Linked DNA regions of Triticum aestivum: region 1 is linked to region 2. The links are chromatin contacts, called in public Hi-C maps. All regions are on one chromosome and are shown on one strand. Each heading gives the region's core, a stretch centred on a gene start, on an enhancer-like site or on the middle of the called end of the contact. The rest is flanking DNA. Distances are from core to core; before and after follow the strand shown. Region 1 holds the start of LOC542813 (serine/threonine-protein kinase tricornered). Region 2 holds the start of LOC123139643 (protein PAT1 homolog 1).

Region 1 (3,067 bases), core at 45-2,544, 220 kb before region 2:
AAACATTTAAGTTGCCAGCCTACCTCTCTTTCCTATCTTGCAAGGACTTCATCTGAGTCTTGTAGTGGTTCTCAATGTACTGTTTTGCCGCGGCGACCTTCTGCTTGGTCGCGCTAGAAGGCGCGTCGTCGACCGGGGGCTTCCCGGGATCCTTCCCATGGCTGGCAGGCACCGCCGGGCTCTTGGACTTGTCCCGCGGCTGGAACTTCTGGAACCAACTTCTCGCGGAATCCATCTTGTGCTCACAATGGCATCATCTCTAAGACTAGAGAGCCTATTATATTGACCAATCCAGCAGCCGCCCACAGGCCAGAGGAGCTCTAGCTCTGAAGCGGTCAATACCCTCCAAATGGATCAGATGTCCACACCGGCACCTCCTCCGTAGAACCCGATGCTGGGAATGATGCCTATCTGGAAAAATCATAGAAAATTACCATCAGTCAGAATCGCTCGCACAAGTTGCCATCCATCGCACGACTTACACGGGCTAGCGAGGGAACGGTCAATAGAATCCTTCCAAGTTTCTCATATTCTCGGACACGACACCTAAACCCAGTCAAAAATCCCGAAACTAAGCCACACTGGGCATGAATCCTCCGTCGACAGCAGCCGCTGACAAAGCCGGTTACGAACCAGTAAAAGGAACGTAAGATCCCAATTCCCCGCCGAAACCCCCACCCCCCACCAAAAAATAAATCCTCGAACAGCCGCATTCCGGCGATGAGTTTCGCGGAATTCGACACGGGAATCGCATTGCCGGCTCGCGCGCGCGCGAGGCCCCACGGAAATCGCGGACGAGGAGCGGCGCCAAAACCCCCCGTCAAACCACCGAAACACACGCCACCGCACTCCCAAGCCCGCGGCCGCGCGCGGCGTCGCGGAGCGCCGAATTCGCCGCCGGGAGCGCGCCAAAGCCCCCGCTCCCGACCGCAGCGACGGCTACTACTCAATCCAGGGTGAGAGAGAGAGAGGGGGGGGGAGGCGGGGATGGGAGAGCCATCCGGAACCGCCGGGTTAACCGGGCGGCGCGGATCGGCGGGCGGGGCGCTCACCTCGGCGCGGAGCGGCGGCGGGGGCGGGCGCGGGGCGGATCTCGGCGGCGACTGGAGCAAAAGTGGGAGGGAGGAGGGAGGGACTCACGCCTTTTTTTTCCTTCTCTCTTCTCTTCACCCCTGCCTGGCTGCGTCGCTCCGGGTTGGTTGTCCTTTTCGTGGGCAAAGGCAAAGCGTGTGAGGGGGAGGGCGGGAGGAGAGAGTAAAGGCCAGGCCCGCCGCGCCGATGGGGGAGGGAGGGAGGGAGGAAGAGCGCTGCCTGCGCTGTGCGTGCGTGCGTGTGAGCGAAGCGTGGCTTGGCTTTGACTCCCCGGAACGAAACTTCCGCGTGGCTTCTCTACCCTGTTTGAGTCTGCTCTCTATGGTTGTGCTGGTTGTACTGCTGCGGCGCCGGGGTCGGGGTCCCCCACCTGCCGCGCACAACGCGACTCGCCCGGCTCGCTCCCCGGCCTGCACCGTCGCCGTCGGTCGGCCCATCACCCCGCTCGTCCCGCCCCCGTTGATGAGTGCCTCCTTTTTTTTAATTTGTTCGATTTGCTTGTGCGGGTACGGCACGCGCCGCCTGCCGCCTTCGGGCGGCTCGGCGGGTTATCTCGTTGGCAAACAGTGTGTCCACGTTTTCTCTTCTTTATTTATTTGAGGGCGCTGCTACGCTTTCGCCGGCTGATTTTTTTAAAAGATCAGCCGAGTCGCGAGCTGTCAGACACGTTGTCATCAAGCAGCTATCAGCACCCTCGATCATTGCAACAAAGGTAATGTTGCAGAAACCTTTGGAATGTAGGTTTTGTTGCAGAAATATTTACAACAGAGATTATGTTGCCTTTTTTTTTGCATGTCTTCAGATTTTTCTTGCAACAAAGGTTATGTTTTTTTTTTGCAGCGGAGATCACATTGCAGAAATGTTTATAACTTTTTTGCAACAAAAGGCATGTTGCAGAAATGTCTTCAGACTTTTTTTGCAATAGAGGTTATGTTACTGTTCTTTTTTGCAATAGAGATCGTTGCAGAAATGTCTATATTTTTCTGCAACAAAAGGCATGTTGCAGAAACTTTTTGTAACAGAAATTACGGTGTAGGATATGTTCTTGCGTCTCAGCTCGAGAAGGCGGCAACCATGGACGCCGATGCTCCTCCCAAATGGGCGCGGCGTGGAACGACGAGCGACGGGAGGCTTCAACGATGGCGTGCCTAGCAGACGCAGGCGGTGCAGCCCGGCGGCCGTGCACGGCCGGCACACAACACCCGAGTGGCCGGCTTCCAACATCTACAAAATCAGCCGCTAGTGCATACTCGCAGGCCCCTATACTGGCCACCGGCCATGGGGTGCTACTCGTCATGAGCTTGGATTGAGAGATGCATATGAGCATGCATTGCAAGCTAGATGTAGACGAATGAGGATAAGAAGGGGATGAGCGGTGATGGCTTCACCTCACACGGGCCGCGTGGCGCGTGTTTAAGACGGCGAATGTTGTGATTGGAATCGGTCGGTTGATGGGAATCTTTTCCCTTTATTTAAGAGGTGCTTACTTATTTCTTAATCGACCGATCTACATAGTTATTTTTAGGTTGAATTTTATAGGTGGCCATTGACGATCTTCATCCTCTTTTTTTTCGAAATGACGAGCTTCATCCGTGCGTGCTTGCAAAAATAAAATGAGCATGACGGATGGTTTTTAGCACCGGCTTCAAATGTGGCAAACTCGCATCGTTTCAGCCGCGCGCTGCTAAGGGTGTCGGTCACCCTCCTTAGCCCGTGATTTTTCAAAGTGAAAAAAAAAAGCCTTGACCCGCACTTTTCTTGACACTAGCGTCGTTGCCACCTTACATGATGATGATATAATTTGTCGTTATATGATCATCATGCATTGTCCGTATGTACTCGTGAAGGGGCGGTGGTAGTAGACGACAACGGTTGGGACGTTGCCACCTTAATGGGTCGTTGATGTCTTCTCGATCGTCTAGGTCGGTAACAGTTGCCGACATCGTCCATTTGCCGTCATATGCCGTCCATGGTG
Region 2 (2,980 bases), core at 428-2,927:
TCATGAAACCAACCGTGCACACTCTGCCAAAGAGTCGAGCCTTTTTTGCTCCATGCCTTGAAGAGGATCAACACTTGTACCCAACCACGCCAAAGACAACAATTCATCCCCTTGCTCGAGTACGACAAACCCCTCTTCTTATTTGCGTCTACATTGGGCACATATGGTTGTTGGGTGTCCGTCAACGTATCTTGCTCCAATTGTGGTGAGTAGTTGTCATCGACTTGCCTGTCCTCACGGTTGTCGCCGTTGTTGATCATGTTTATCATCGCCTTGTTGGTGGACGCCGTTGATCTGGGGGGGGGGGGAAGGCATTCTACAAGACAGTGACGGAATATCGCTAGATGAGGGTCCTCGGACGGAAATCATGACCGGACAAGCATCAACAACTCGGTGAACACGTAGTAGCTGTTGAAGTCAATGATGTATGGCGGAGGATGGCTAGAATTAAAGGAGGCGACAGAGTGTTGCAACGATTGTTGTGTGTCGGGCTAACTGTACTGCTAGCGGCAAAGTAGTACGACTTCTTGTACTGGGCGGGCCAGGGCAGCACCGACATGATGATCCGCTGTGCAGGAGGAGCTTCGGCTTGAACGGTCGTTTGCCCTTCTTCTTCGCCCTCTCCTTCATGTGCTGCTCTTGTGGTTTGACTCCTTCGGGTCCGTCATGGCGACGAACCTCGTGATGGGCTCCGATAGATCCATCATGACGGCGACGGGCGGCTAAACGGGCCAAAACGTTATTTTGGCTAAACAATATTTCAAGAGGATCGAACCTCATAGCTCAGCAGTTTCAAATGGTTTTTAAAATACTATAGGTCTAAAAGGAATTGATGTGTCCGATGGCAAGTTCAGGCTGATGGTACCACTATCACACACACACACACAAAGAGAGAGAGAGAGAGGGAGAGAGAGAGATGGTCGAATGGTAGGGATGGTTGGGCATGGTGATGGTACCACTATCACTAGATCTGGGGACCGTGGATGACGAGATAAGAAAGCGGGGAGATACTGAGAGAGACTCAACTAGAGCGTTGTCTTTTGTGGTTTTCATAATTTTCAGCGCAGAGAGCGCGAGAGCAACTTCCTTCGAGTTTCTCCTAGCAACTTAAACTCACTTGTACACACGACTAAATAATTCCAAATTCGCAAGGGCACCAAATTTCTGCAAAAGTTCATCCAAGGTCGCCACTTTTCCGAACAGGCCCTGCTTTTGATCCAACAACACAAATGATGACGATGATTGGTGCATGTGAGACCATGCTCTATAAGTTTTGCTTTGGGAATATATGCTCAGCAAAACCTTTTCTACAACCATACTACACACCTAGCCCTGGGCCAATGGAATAGTACCGTCCTGCTCCGCCAGTTGTTACCAATAGAAAGGGCGCCATTAGCGTGGCAAATGATCATAAGCGAGTGGCATGAGGTACATCGCCGCATCAACGCGCAGAAAGGAGCCATAAAAGGGGCAGGTGGAGTAGCACACACGCCAAGCCAAGCCAAAGTCTCCTCTCATCACTGTGATCACCCCGTCAGTTTTTTCTGGTGCCATCCAGCGGTTCCTTTGTCCACACCAGCACGCCATATATCATATCAATATCTCTATCTATCAATAAAAATAAATATAAATAATGCTGGAACTATCATTTTCGGCTTATATTTTTTGTTATTGTCGAGTCCAAGGCCAGGAGAGAAGCGAAGGGAAGTAAAGCAGCCAAGGCGCGTCTACTGAGCGAGCTTTCCTCCCTCGGCTGTACCCCTCTCCGCCTCGCAGCTCCCCCAGATCCAAAACCCAAGCGCGTGCCCGCCCCCGGAATCCAAACCCTAGCAGCGCCGCCCGCCCCCTGCCTGCCATGAGGGGCCTCCGGGCGGACGCCGGCGGTGGCGGCGGTGGCGCCTCCTCCTCGTCGACTTCCACCGCAGGTGACTGGTTCCTCCCGCTGCCCAGTGATGTTCCGGTGTGCTGTAGTTAGTTGAGTTTGATCCGCTTGGTCTCATCGTCGAATTTGTGCCACGCACGACGCATCTTCGCGTGCCTCTGCTGAATTTCGCGTCCCTCGCGGGCGGTCCGGGCAGATTCTCTCCTCCTCGCGTGGCACCAATGGAGATTTATGTTTTTTTTTTGCTTCCTCTGCAGAGAACTCGCGCTTCGACTCGGGGCAGTATTCCTTCTTCGGCAAGGCGCCGCTGGAGGGGCTGGAGCTCGGCGGCAGCCTGGCGGATGACGGGGGCCTGGACGGCGGCTATGGCGGCGGCGGCTTCGGTGGGCACGACGATGGGGCTTACCAGCTGTCTCCTGTGGGGGAAGAGGTGCGGCTCTCACCGGCTTTGTATCCGGATTCCCTGCTGTTGCTATCGATTGTGCTGCACTGCCGCATGCTTTCTAAAGTCCTGATTGTGTTGTTGGTGCTCGCTACTGTTCGAAAGCTGTGAAATTATGTGCATTGCATGTTTCACACAGTCCTGATTCTGTTTGTTGCTGCTTGGATGAGTACTCATGAGTGGATACTCTTTTCTGCAGCAGGATGATAGCTTGTTGTTTTTTGACGTACTGGTCGGCGGTAGTACATTCGATTTTTGCCTTTTGTTTTTGTTCTTGCAAGGAGGAATTGTGTACTTTGGATGCAAATAGGTCAAGAGAACTGCCCCTCTAGTTTTAGAGGGGGTTGCATCTGATTTAATGTGATAAGAATACATATAGTCCCTCCGTCTGGAAATACTTGTTGGAGAAAAGAATAAAAATACATGCATCTAGAACTAAAATACGTCTGGATACATCCATTTCTCCGACAAGTATTTCCGGACGGGGGGAGTGGTAAATTGTGTCCCTAAGCGTTATGATCTCCACAAAATGTACCTAAGAAAATCATTTTTGTGTGTGTTTCTAACTGGTTACGACTCGATTGAGCAAAATTGTTCTCTTAGAAAATGGAGGATATATTGTCAACTATGACCATTCTTTTATAATAATAACTCAG

Evidence for each region. Hi-C and Micro-C count contacts between places; a contact is called where the count stands out from the background.
Region 1: a Hi-C map of leaf shows a contact between it and region 2, with 6 times the contacts expected there. The contact joins the promoter of LOC542813 here to the promoter of LOC123139643 in region 2. A contact is called at or near these places in 5 of 5 Hi-C or Micro-C datasets (leaf, root and an unstated tissue).

The regions. Positions count from the first base shown.
Region 1 is chr1B:579,333,365-579,336,431 of IWGSC CS RefSeq v2.1, reverse strand. It overlaps LOC542813 (serine/threonine-protein kinase tricornered), which reads right to left and starts at 1,294. Exons shown (of 14, transcript XM_044559417.1): 1 at 1,053-1,294; 2 at 24-411. The coding sequence starts at 235.
Region 2 is chr1B:579,114,010-579,116,989 of IWGSC CS RefSeq v2.1, reverse strand. LOC123139643 (protein PAT1 homolog 1) reads left to right here and starts at 1,677. Exons shown (of 5, transcript XM_044559389.1): 1 at 1,677-1,925; 2 at 2,140-2,312. The coding sequence starts at 1,856.